Linked DNA regions of Mus musculus: region 2 is linked to region 1. The links are chromatin contacts, called in public Hi-C maps. All regions are on one chromosome and are shown on one strand. The core of a region is the stretch at or near the end of the contact, and the rest is flanking DNA. Distances in the headings are between cores, read along the strand shown.

Region 1 (6,058 bases), core at 2,918-5,417:
TGACAAGCACCGCCCCCCACCCCACACACACACCTTCTCCTGTTCCCCTGCATTTCCATCTCTGCTGCGTCTTCCTCCACCAATCTCCACCATCTCCCTCCCTCCAGCTTCTCCCTCCACTACAGAGTGCTAAGCAGCCCAGTCCTACCATGCATGTCTCAGCCTGGCATCTTATATATGTTATCCCACCTCCAGAGCTTTGACTCTGATGTCTACAGCACAGAGCAGACCCAGTGATGGGGACAGAACCTGCCTTGGGAGGACGCCTGGGAAAACACAAGGATATGGATGGAGTACACACTTACAGGGGACCACAGGTAGGTCCTTCACCAAACGAGAAGAGTAGGGCTGCGGCCTTCGGCAACACCAGGGTCTCAAGGGACAAAGAACCACTATCAGCGATCAGCGGTAACAGGACAGTTTGTGGTCCCCATCACAGCACCCTCCCCAACTGGCAAGGTGGCAGTTAAAGGACATGCCATGCAAGCCCGATAGAACCCAGTGGGAGCGGGGAGCTGAATCTGGAAAGTTCTCCTCTGGCCTCCACTCGTGCACCATGGCACACAATAATTATGATAACAGTAATTTTAAAGCATCCCCCAGTCTGAGTCAGATAAGCCCTTGAGTCTGCCTTCTCAACTCAGCCCTTCTCAGAACGCTGTGGAAAGCATCCCTGACCCCACCTCCTTCCCACAATACCTCAGGAAGCCTTGACTCCAGCACTCTCACCTGTGACCTCTGTGGTCCCTTCTCTGTCCCTCTGCAGGAGCCACTGTGTCCCATGAGGTGGCCCACTTCCTCTTTTTTTTTTTTTAATGATTTGTTTGTTTTTATTGCGTGTGTTTTTCCTGCACGTGTGTCTGTGTGTGTGAGGGTATCTGGTCCCCTGTAACTGGAGGTACAGACAGTTGTGAGCTGCCATGGGGGTAGTAGGAATTGAACCCAGGTCCTCTGGAAGAGCAGCCCATGCACTTAACCTTTAACCCATCTCTCTAGCTCCTGCCCACTTCCTCTTAGCGTCTCACCTCTCACCTCCAGGACTCCATTTCCCCGATCTCCTTCCCCACTGGTCCCCCCTGATGCTCACCCAGCTCCTTCTCGGTCACTCATGTTTGCTCTCAGCTCACTGCGCCTCTCTCTTTCCCGTTCGCAGGCACTCCTGATGCGACTGAAATCTTTCACTCAGATCTCCCAGGCCCTGAGCCAAGTAGATCTCTCTGAACATTCTCAAACCGATATCAGACATTACTCCCATTCCTCCATCTCCACTCCCAGGATGGGGACTCCATGGTAATCCCAGGCAAGACCTAGAGTGGATCCTCACCCACTCCTACCCCCGTCTGTCTGTCTGTCTGTCTGTGTGTGTTTGTTTTGAGACAGGGTGTCTCTGTGTAGCTCTCCCTGACTATATTTGAACTTGTTCTATAGAATAGGCTGGCTTCAAACTCACAAAAATCTGCCTGCCTCTGTTTCCTGACAGCTGGGGCCAAAGGCATGCTACCACCACGCCTAGGTCTTTTTAATATTTTTAAAATGAGATTTATATGATAAGTCCCTGGAATGGGAGCTGCAGATGGTTGTGACTCGCCCTGTGGGTGCTGAGACTCAAACCTGGTCTTCTCCAAGGGCAGCCAAGTGCTCTTCGCCCCTGGGCTCTCTCTACAGCCCACCTCCTGCCGTTCTTGAGTTCCTGCCCAATTTTGGAGACACAAGCTGCCCCATGGGTTGAAGGCTGGAATATGGACAGACACACAGATGTGCTTGATTTAGAGGCCACAGCACAAATGAGGGACTGCTTCTCGGTGGAAGGGTCACAAGCAGCAGCCAGCTCCATGGCCCGCGTCACACGGCAGGCAGTCCAGAGCTCTCCACAGACCACAGAAGAGATGGCAGAGGCTTTGCCAGTCACTCACTGAGCTGGCCACACTTCCCCTATAGGCCTGCCCTACCCAGCTCTGGCCCTGCGTTGTCCCTCGAGGTCACATGTCCTTTGAACGGACTCCTGATAGAGACGCAGCTCTCCACTAGCCTTCAGTGTTTGGATGCTTAGCATAACTCCTCAGTTTCAGTTTCCTTAAATTGCTAAATACCTATTCTTACCCCCATCTTTTTCCCCCCTTTGGGATAAGATCTCCTGTGGTCCAGGCTGTTCTTGGACATCCTATGTGACTGACAATGACCTTGAACTCCTGGTCCTCTTGCCTTTTATGGAATTCACAGGTGTGTGCTACCAAACCTGTCTGTCAGTCCTCCTTTATGTGTGTGTGGGCATGCATGTGAGTGTGTACATGTGCGTGCAGGCGCTGCTAGTACAACTGTCTTAAGCACGCTGGGACAAGGAACCATGAGCAAAAAGCCAGGCAGCAATGGGTTAAAGCTGCAGCCCTCCAGCAGCCCAAGGGCTGCCTCTGCCAGCTTACCATTGCTACTTTGAACCACAAACAGGATCCAGGTCTCGATACAGTCCACTCACTCACTGTCACATCTGTGGCTTTGGCTGGGGCTGAGGGCATCCCCAGGGTATCCCCACTTAACCCTATCACTTGGCTAATTCTGACTAGTCTCTTCATCTTCCAGGTTGACAGCTGCTAGTGATGGTGTCTTAACACCATCCCAGAATAGAATATTCAAGGGGCTGGAGAGCCCCTCCCAGGAATTTTGCATAGGGCCAAGAGCAGAGCCAAACGTGTGGGCCAGTATGGGTACTGCATGGCCCTGGGGCACAGGCCCTGGGCAATGTAGACATTTGTCTATAGAATAGTTGTGATATGACCAGTGTTCTGGCAGAGCCAAAGGGAGAAAAGAAGCCAGTGGCAGACATTCCATCCTTCACTCTTCTTTTTTTTCTCTTCTTCTTCTTCTTCTTCTTCTTCTTCTTCTTCTTCTTCTTCTTCTTCTTCTTCTTCTTCTTCTTCTTCTTCTTCTTCTTCTAGATTTATTTATTTATTATATATAAGTACACTGTAGCTGTCTTCAGACACACCAAAAGAGGGCATCAGATCTCATTACAGATGGTTGTGAGCCACCATGTGGTTGCTGGAATTTGAACTCAGGACCTCTGGAAGAGCAGTCAGTGCTCTTAACCGCTGAGCCATCTCTCCAGCCCCCATCCTTCACTCTTCTTGTCCTCCAAGCTCCTGCTTCACCTCCCCAATACAGAGAGGTATGGAAAGAGACAGGGCAGGTCCTGAGAGGCCATTTAAGATACCCAGCCTGGATTTTGTAAGTGTTGACTGGAACTTCATTGATGAGAAATCTGAGCAGAACTCCAAAAGATGATCGGTCACCTCTCCAGACAAGAAAGGACACTCCTGGCCATAGGGCCACCTGTGAGCTCTTAAGGGCTTATGCTGGAAACTCAAGGCAGGAACCCTAGGGATAGAGCAAGAGAAAGAAGGATCAAATGAGAGGCTTCATGTAGGGCTAAACTCCACCTCACTACTGTGGGGACCACTGAACATAACCACTTACCCAGCACCTAGTGGGCTTCCATGGTCCAGGATTTACAGAGAGAAGGAATAGGGCTTGGAAGACAGAAAACATCGCTGGTGTGGGAGATGGCTCACCCTCTTCACTTAATTCTTTATTCAACAAACATGGAGAAACCATTTCTTTTATTTTATTTATTTTTTTTTTTTTTTGAGACAGAGTTTCTCTGTGTAGCCCTGGCTCTCCTGGAACTCACTTTGTAGACCAGGCTGGCCTCGAACTCAGAAATCCACCTGCCTCTGCCTCCCGAGTACTGGGATTAAAGGCGTGCGCCACCACACCCGGCGAGAAACCATTTCTTGCTGGGTCCTGAGAGGGCCCCATGAAAGCAAAGGGTCCATTTCCTTGGCCACAGTGAATGCAACCATGAGATGACAAGAGGCAAACCTGGTAAGGCGGGCAGGCGGGCAGGCGGGGAGGCGGGGAGGCGGGCAGGCGGGCAGGCGGGCAGGCGGGCAGGCGGGCAGGCGGGCAGGCTCGCTCCAGCGAGAAGCACAGTCTTCCCTTCCATTCAGGCTAAGAGAAGATAATCCAAGAAGTAACCGGAAGCAACCCAAATATCTTGGTGGTTATCCAAAGGCTGCTTCCGGAAAACAGTTTCAGTTTTTAATTGCTGGGGAGGGCACCTTACCAAGAAATAGTTTCAACACAGGTCAGGGGAGCTGAAAGAGCAGAAGTCATGAGGTCAGATAGTCCCGATTTGGAATCCCAGCCTGCCACTTGCCCGGCAGTTCCTGAGGTCTGGTCAGCTTGGGTGTTCTCTTCTCAGTCAGGCATCCAATGATGAGAGGGCTACCCGGTAGTGCCAGATGCACTTATAGAAACTCTCACAGCATGAAAAGATCGGGGGAAGCCCTAGGATGGAGGAAAAACAGGTGTGTGGGGTTCTAGAAGGAGGAGTAGAGGCTTCTGTAGAGGGGCAGAATTTGGGGCTGAACATGATTCCCAGAGCGCTTGCCTAACGTGTATGACGCCCTGGGTTCCATCCCCAGCACCACATAAGCCAGGCATGGGGTGCACACCTGCAATGACAGGTAGGGCAAGTTGATCAAATGTTATTATGGACTACACAGCCAAGTTTGAGGCCAGTCTAGTATACATGAAACGCTGTCTCAATTTTATTTTTGATTAATTAATTAATTAATTAATTAGCTTCTTTGTTTATTGAGTTTCTCTGTGTAGCCCTGGATGTCCTGGAACTTGCTCTGTAGACCAGGCTGGTCTTGAACTCAGAAATCTGCCTGCCCCTGCCTCCCGAGTGCTAGGGTTAAGGCTGTGCACCACCACTGCCTGCCCCCTGCTCCTCTCAATTTTAAAAGGAAAGAGGGGAAAGCCACTTGTGAAACGAAAAACAGAATATAAGTTGCCAGCCAGCCTGTCAGGCAGGAAGGTGGCTGAAGCCACTGCTGGGACAGGCAAGGAAAACCAAGTCTGAGCAGAAAACTGGGTCCTGGTGGTGACCAGAAAGGCGACCCTCCATGCCATCCAGCAGGTGGAGCCAAGTCAGACCTTGACTGAGACCCCTCTCACATGAAACAAGGACTCCCACTTTGTTCTGGGAGTTGACTGGCCCTGGTCCTCTGGTAGTCTTCACTGACACCTCTTCTGGCTTACCCTCACCCCGTGTGTACATACAAATATACTCAGGCACACACACACACACACACACACACACACACACACACACACACATAAAATAAAACAAGTGGTTTTTTTTTTTTTAAGATAAAAAAAGTCAAAAGCCAGCTTTAGCCTGTCACTATACCTGTTTATCCCACAGCCTTCTGGGTGGAGAGAAGAAGAAAAACCAGGAGGTGAGAAGTCGTGTCTGCATGCCACGTCCTACAGCCAAGCGTGGTGGCCCAGGACTCTGCAAGCTTACAAATGGGAGTCCCAGGCCAGCCAGAGCTATTTATTGAGACCCTGTCACCTGTGAAAATATATAAACATACATACATACATACATACATACATACATACATACATACATACATACATCTGCAAACTGAAGAACACTGAGTCCAATTTGTGGCCGCATGATGTCATTTCCTTTACGTGTAATTCCTCTTTATTTCTGTCTCCTGTCTGCCCCCTGCCTGCGCCTGATACTGCTGATTAACTTCCAAGTAATTAACTTCCATGTAAACACAGTCCATCTGAGTCCCCCTCCTCCTTCCCATCCACGGAGGCGCAGACCCTCACCCACACTGAGGTGATGGCTCCCCTCTCCACTCACCCAGAAGCAAGCACTCCACTGGCCACCTTGTAACCTTCAACCCCAACATTGTGAACACTAGATCAGAGTAACTAACGTCTGTGCAATTGGAAGCAGTGGCAGATAGGAAACAGTATTTAAATTTGGAGAAGAAATAACCAGTTATAGTAGGGTGTAGTTCTCTGCCCCTGTGATCCAGCACTTAGGAGGTAGACCCAGAAGATCAGAAGTTCAAGATCATCACTGGTTACATAACAAGTTTGTTGGCATGGGATGCACGAAACACTGTTTCAAAGGATATATATATATCATATATATCACATATATAATATATATCATACGTGTGTATGTGTG
Region 2 (6,821 bases), core at 3,470-5,969, 420 kb before region 1:
ATATAAATATTTAATATGCAAGATATCTGATATGCAACTCCTGTGAAAGGGTTGCTAGATTCCAGTGGGTCTCGACCCACAGGTTGAGAACCACTGCTCTCTGTACTTTCTAAAATATTTACTTGGTTGGCAGTGGTGGCGCACGCCTTTAATCCCAGCACTTGGGAGGCAGAGGCAGGCGGATTTCTGAGTTTGAGGCCAGCCTGGTCTACAGAGTGAGTTCCAGGACAGCCAGAGCTATATAGAGAAACCTTGTCTCAAACAAAACAAAACAAAACAAAACAAAACAACAACAACAACAACAACAAAAAAACCAAAACCAAAACCAAACAAACAAACAAATTTACTTATTTTATGTATACAACTGTACTATAGCTGTCTTCAGACACACTAGAAAAGGGCATCAGATCCAATTTCAGATGGTTGTAAGCTACCATGTGGTTGCTGGGAATTGAACTCAGGAACTCTGAAAGAGCAGTCAGTACTCTTAACCACTGAGCCACCTCTCCAGCCCCCTGTACTTCTTTGTTAAGACCTGTCCTGTACTCTAAAGGCAGAGGCATTGACAATTATTATTATTATTATTATTATTTTTAGGAATAGAGATGAAAACATGTATTTTCTTTCTTAGTGAATATATACTTTGGCTTAGGGAATAAATACACAGAAAATAAGAGGACCTCTTTGTGAGTTCAAACTAGCCAGAGCTTCAGTGAGACTGTCTCAAAAATATACATAAAAAATAATGAAAAAACAAGCAAGTAAGCAAACAAATAGACAAACAAACTCTTTTCCCAGGCAAGTCGCCATTGTGCCAGTTGACAGTTCAACGATGCAGCTGAAAGTCTTAGCAGGGGCGGAAGTCTACAATCATGGTGACTTGAGGTTTCCTGAATCAGGGTTACCTGATCTTGCTACAGCCCCTTCTTGCTCCTCACAGGGGTCAGGGTCAAGTATGGGGGACGGGAATGAGCTCCATTTTGTGGCTTGGGTCATCTGTCTGGTGGACAGAACCCTGCACAGCCTCCTCCCTCTGAGCCATGCAGGGAGGAAGGAGCCCTGGTTAACTGTTCTCCATCCACCTCGTCTTCCCAGGCCTGCCCCTGTCCGAGGTCAGGAAGCTTAGCTCGTACTTCCACTTCAGGGAGGCTATTGATCTGAAGAACAAGACCTTGCTGGAGAAGTCGGACTTGGAGCCCTCGCTGGATTTCCTGGACTCCCTGGAATATGACATCCCCAGAGGTAACAAACCGGCCATTAGCTTCAGGGTGTGGGGCTGGCCTGCAGATCAAAGCAGTAGATCAACACCATCCACCTTCCTTCTCTACAGCGGGGGCTGAGAACCTGGGCCTGCATTGGCAGCTCACCGGTGACCTCTTGAGGGGTGGGCTGAGCCAGAGCCTGGTCTTAAGTGGGGAGCAGGGAAGTAGAGTGACACAGTGTCTCTCGAGATTTTAGCAGTTGTTGCTGTTGTTATCATTTTTAATGCACTTCTGAGCTTTTTTTTTTCAACCAGTTTTTTAATGTTTTTTGTTTTTTTGTTTTTGTTTGTTTTGCTTTTTCCAGACAGGGTTTCTCTGTGTAGCCTTGGCTGTCCTAGAACTCACTCTGTAGATCAGTTTAGCTTCAAACTCAGAGATCCGCCTGCCTCTGCCTCCCAAGTGCTGGGATTAAAGGCGTTTATTTAATGGGTAAAGCTGTATTTATCATGAACACTGCCTGGCAAGTCAAATTTTTTTGATGGATTTGTTTGTGTGCGCATGCCATAAGGCATGTGGAGGTCAGAGGACAACTCGTGGAGTAGTCAGTTCTCTCCTCCACTCTGTGGGCTCCAGGGTTCTAACTCAGATGGTCAGGCTTGGCTGTAAATACCTTAACAGATAAGCCACCTTGCTCCCACGGTATTTTAAGTTTAAAAATCTTTTTATTTTCTTTAATGGGTAAAGCTATATATATATATGTGTGTGTGTGTGTGTGTGTGTGTATATATATATATATGTGTGTGTGTGTATATGTGTGTGTGTGTGTGTATATATATATATATGTGTGTGTGTGTGTGTGTGTGTGTGTGTGTGTATATGTGTGTGTGTGTGTGTGTGTGTGTGTGTGTGTATATGTGTGTGTGTGTGTGTATATATATATATGTGTATATGTGTGTGTGTGTGTGTGTGTGTGTGTGTGTGTATATGTGTGTGTGTGTGTGTATAAGCTACCCGAGCAGTTGAGGCTAACAGTTGAGTCTAGCTCAGGTAGCTTCCCCCCAGGAGCACACTTGTCTGCTATTGCACTGTCCAGGAGCATAACGGAAAGTCAACTGTGGTGGTGCAGACTTGTGATCCCAGGACTCAGATGCCTGGACTTCAGTGCACAACCCTACCTCAAATATATCTGCATTTATATGTCTAAATCCATATATATCTGCATCCGTATATATTCATCATGAACTACAGTTACCATGTTTTACATTAGACCTTTTAGGTTTATTTCTCCTTCCTATCATCATTCTATTTCCTATGTCCTTTGATAACTCTCTATTTGCTGATATCCAACCCACTTTGGTACCAGCCCTCCTCCCCGTCATTATGTAGCAGGAGGGTCAGAAGTTTAATGTCATCCTTGGCTACATAGTAAATTCTAGGTCAGCTGAGCTATATGAAACATTATTATTATTATTATTATTAAATTTGAGACAGGGTTTCTTTGTATAGCCCTAGCTGTCCTGGAACTCACTCTGTAGACCAGGCTGGCCTCAAATTTGCAGAGATCCACCCGCCTCTGCTTTTCAAGTGCTGGGATTAAAGACACATGCCATCCACTCAGCCAAAATATGGATTTTATATGTACACATATATAATTTCCAGGTTCCTGACAAGCTTTGGTGGGAAGAGCTAAGGAGGCTTAAGGGAAGGCCCGTGATCAGAAGGCAGTGTTCACAGGTGGACAGAGAAGGGACAAGCAAACCTGCAGGTTCCTGTCTTAGGGCGACTCACAGGGCTAGGGACGATGGTTCTGAGCAGCTGGTTCCACCACACGGAGGCACCTGAGCCAAGTCACCTTGAGTGTGGGCTTACAGTGATGGGGAGGTGGCTTCTGGGACTCGTTGGCAACAGAAGGAGAATGACGAGGCCGGGATGGCTCTCCTTATCAGACACACTCTGGCTTCCTTCCAGACTCTTCTAGTGAGAGCTGAATGAGCCGCTGGGCGCCTCTCCTGCCTAGCAGATGCAGTGGTGATGACCTGTGCAGAGTCAGGACTAGAACCCTTGGATACCATGCCTGGCTAGAGGGGTGGAGTCTGTAGATCTTTAGCTCTTTCTACTTAGGGAGGAACATTGCTTTCTGAGTCTGAAGCAGTCATTCAAGATGGCTCAGGTCACCTCTAAGCAGGTGTGAAGTGGGCCTTGTCCTGGGGTCTCTGTTCCCTGTGCCCACAGAGATAAGCCCAGAGCTCACAGCTTCTCTCTGAGTGGAAGAGAACAGAATGGAGAGGGATATTGCCTGAGGCTAATATCTTGGCAGTGAGCTGCTGTGTGATGTCCTGGGATGGAAAGTTTTGTAGGGATGGATCCCTGGCAAGATCCTCCTCCTGATGAGTGCTAAGACTTCCTGGCTGCGGGCTTGCACCGGAAGACAGGTGGGGCAGTACGCAGGGCAGCCAGCTTCCTCACCTGGACTCTGCCATTCAATACTCCTTAACCTTTCCGCTCTGTCAGCAGAGCATGGAGCAGCTGCTGCGTGCCAAGTTCTTTTGGTGCCCTTGGAATGAGAAAGACAACGCTCTTAAGTCAGGAAGGTTTGAGCGCAACCAGGAGAAGCTGAAAAAACAGAAGTTATACTGGAAGATGTTGGAGGGTAGGATGGGGTGGGGGTGCGCACAGAGTAGGCAGCAGAGGCAGCAGGTGGCCGGGGTCCCAACAAAGAGTACTCAGTGCAGTGCCCAGTTTGGGCAGCAGAGGGCAGCAAGAGTCCTGCAGCCAAGAAATTGACCTTTAAAAGCTGCTGGTGGTTAGTGAGGACAGGGAGCCTGAAGAGAATGGGCAGTGTGGCATCAGCTTTATGGGGGTTCGTGCAGATGGCTCCTACGTCTTTTAGAAGCGATCAGAGGACCCTACCCCTACCCCATTGTTTACTTATATTGGAGGCTGCACCAGGGGTGTCCTTTTTCTCTGTCCCCACTCTGAGAGGATTGACTCTACCTTGTGGTAAAGAGAATGGTGGCTTTCAGGAACTTACAGCCATTTTTTTTTAAAGATTTATTTATTTATTATATAAGTACACTGTAGCTGTCTCCAGACACTCCAAAAGAGGGCGTCAGATCTTGTTACAGATGGTTGTGAGCCACCATGTGGTTGCTGGGATTTGAACTCCGGACCTTCGGAAGAGCAGTCGGGTGCTCTTACCCACTGAGCCATCTGACCAGCCCATTTTTTTTTTTTTTTAAATTTCATTTTACCTGTATGGGTATTTTGTTTGCATGTATATCTGTGTACTACACATATGCCTGGTGCCTATGGAGGCCACCATGGCGCTGGTGTTAGATGGTTATTAGCCATCACGTAGGTGCTGGGAATCAAATCTAGCTTTGAGCCATCTACCCAGGCCTTCCCGGCCATTGCTTAGTGTGATGACCTTTAGGGGTTGAGACGTAGGATACCTGCTGCTCCCTCGACAGTTTGACCTGAGCCTGGCCCTTACTCTCTCTGGCATTGGGAAACCCAGGAAGACCTCCTGCCAACTGCAGAGGCTCAGCTGCTGAGTTCCAGGCTGGATCTTCTCCCCAGTCTCAGTACAGGTCTCTGGAGAGGAAGCCAGGTCTGAGGAGGCCTGGGGCTGTGAACTGATCCACTGGATCATTCCTTCAAAGGGCTACTACCACAGTTGTCTGGGCCTGGTTTTTCCATATTTACAGTTGAGATGGAGGTGAAGGTGTCAGGTACACACTGTGTGTCTGCTCACACACACACACACACACACACACACACAGAGAGAGAGAGAGAGAGAGAGAGAGAGAGAGAGAGAGAGAGAGAGAATGGAACATGGTGTGTGTCCCAGATGATGAGCTGACTGAACCAGGGAGGTTGAGAGGACAAGAACACGATGCCGGGGCTGCGCGGGAAGGCAGAGAGCCCGGCCCCTGGCATGCTGCAACTCAGCACCCTTTGGCTTGCTTGGTCCCGCCCTCACTGGCATCTGTATTTGTATTTTTTTAACTTCCTCACAGTTTACCCATGTTGCTGGGCTTGGGCTACTCATTTCAGCCTCTGCTTCCCATCTCCTCGAAGTAAGAGGTGAGCAGACATGCTGGTCTGAGGGGCCCCATGCCACCATGCTGTTGGTTGAATCGATAGATATCTGGATACAGTGGGGTTAGGGATAGACCCTAGGCTGTTTTCTCCAGGCTAGCGCCTGAGTGAGGGACGCTGCAAGCCAGCCTCCCTGGGTGGGCAATCAGAGCTTGGTCTTGCTTATCTCACAGAGGCTGTGTAGCTGTGGGCTCCAAGGGCAATGAGGGATTAGGTCTCTGTAGAAAGCTGTCCAAATGATGTTCTGGGCCCCAGTAATGGGACTTAAGGCTAGAGAACTGTATATTTCTGGGTCTTTTTGTTGCCAAGGATAAAACACAGGGCCTGGGACACTGTTCTGTAACATTCTATCCTTGTCTCCCCTCAAGCAATGTTTCCTGGAGACTTGTGACCAAGAAAGCCACCAGGGTTCTCAGGTGCCCAAAGAACAGCTGTTGGCTAGGTGTCGTACCAACCGGGGCCTGTTTCACTTGATGTTTTGATTCCTTGGCGGTGGCACTGGGGCCTAGAGCAAGCGATAGGCCCATGGTGTGGCCTTCACCCCATTGTTCTGTGCATGGCTCAGTCAGGACCAGGGGCAGAGGACCTCCATGCTTCCAGAAAGCTCTGGTTTTGACCTGGGCAGGCAGCTAGCTACACGGGGATAGGCTTCTCTGATGCAGGGTGGCCTCTGGAGGGTGGAAACTGACTGAATCGTGAGGCTGCTGGGTGTGGAGTGACCAGGGTGGGCCATGGTTGGAGGTAGGCTGCGGGAAGCTTGAGTGGTGGGAGCCAGCACCGGGGCTGAGCTGGCAACTGATGAAGGCTCCAGATCAGCCCTCTGAGCATAACTGGTTGGTCCTGTACCAAAACCTTCAAAAGTTATTTGCCTTCCTGGCAGGGCCCAGAGCAGGGCTGTGGCTGGTTTGGGGGAGAGGCCTCTGTGCGCAGGGGAATAGAAGCCCAGATCTGCATCCAGAGGCGATTTTCCCAGGCTCCTTCCTCCCACACAGCGGCTCCCTCCCTTGGAGCTGGATCAGGCCCTTCCAGCCAAGTCATCCTGGCTGCACAGCCTAGCCTGGTCTGAGCTGCCTGGCGTCTTGAGTAGCATGGGGCAGACTCAGCAGCCGAGGTCTCCTCCTACCAGGCATGACTCCACCCATCAGCAGTTGGGCAGACCACTGAGGTGGAGGCCTGAAATGGCCCAACTTCAGCTTGAGCCCCTGGTTGTCTCATCGATCTTAGGGCAGAGGCCCAAGGTCAGTGATTTACCCTGAAGCAAGGAAAGGGAGCCACACCATCTGTGGGTCCCTGAAGTCACCTCTACACTTGCTCCCTTCCCTGTGTCATGAGCAAGTGACTGTGACCATCAGGAGCACAGCAACTTTCTCAGTGGCACCTCAGTGCCAGGCCTCAATTGTCCCTCCCATCCAGGGTCTTGGAGCATCCAGATGGAAAGGGGCAACGCACTGGTGGTGCTGCGCAGCCTGCTCTGGCCAGGCCTCACCTTCTACCACGCTCCTCGCACCAAGAACTATG

The links. Hi-C and Micro-C count contacts between places; a contact is called where the count stands out from the background.
Region 2: a Hi-C map of bone marrow-derived macrophages shows a contact between it and region 1, with 27 read pairs. The contact joins two enhancer-like sites. A contact is called at or near these places in 10 of 39 promoter capture datasets (3T3-L1-derived adipocytes, the C10 cell line, cranial neural crest and 7 more), 2 of 15 datasets of contacts at CTCF or cohesin (the NIH/3T3 cell line and embryonic stem cells), 67 of 484 Hi-C or Micro-C datasets (the AML12 cell line, B cells, the C3H10T1/2 cell line and 44 more), 24 of 115 datasets of contacts at active chromatin or transcription factors (CD4 single positive thymocytes, the HPC-7 cell line, acute myeloid leukemia and 19 more) and 4 of 9 other capture datasets (adipose tissue, liver, macrophages and 1 more).

What each region holds. Positions count from the first base shown.
Region 1 is chr17:45,706,485-45,712,542 of GRCm38.p6, reverse strand. It overlaps Gm35456 (a long non-coding RNA gene), which reads left to right. Exons shown (of 7, transcript XR_385596.4): 4 at 196-317; 5 at 1,154-1,290. Among named protein-coding and RNA genes, the nearest start is that of Gm35456, 17 kb to the left of the region's middle. Within about 2 kb of position 4,167, at least 8 of the 459 cell types and tissues checked have an H3K27ac peak or open chromatin away from gene starts, as enhancers often do. A contact at or near this core is called in bone marrow-derived macrophages and liver, where this site is marked.
Region 2 is chr17:46,129,394-46,136,214 of GRCm38.p6, reverse strand. It overlaps Rsph9 (radial spoke head 9 homolog (Chlamydomonas)), which reads left to right. Exons shown (of 5, transcript NM_029338.4): 4 at 1,096-1,242; 5 at 6,717-6,821. Among named protein-coding and RNA genes, the nearest start is that of Rsph9, 11 kb to the left of the region's middle. Within about 2 kb of position 4,719, at least 32 of the 459 cell types and tissues checked have an H3K27ac peak or open chromatin away from gene starts, as enhancers often do. A contact at or near this core is called in bone marrow-derived macrophages and liver, where this site is marked.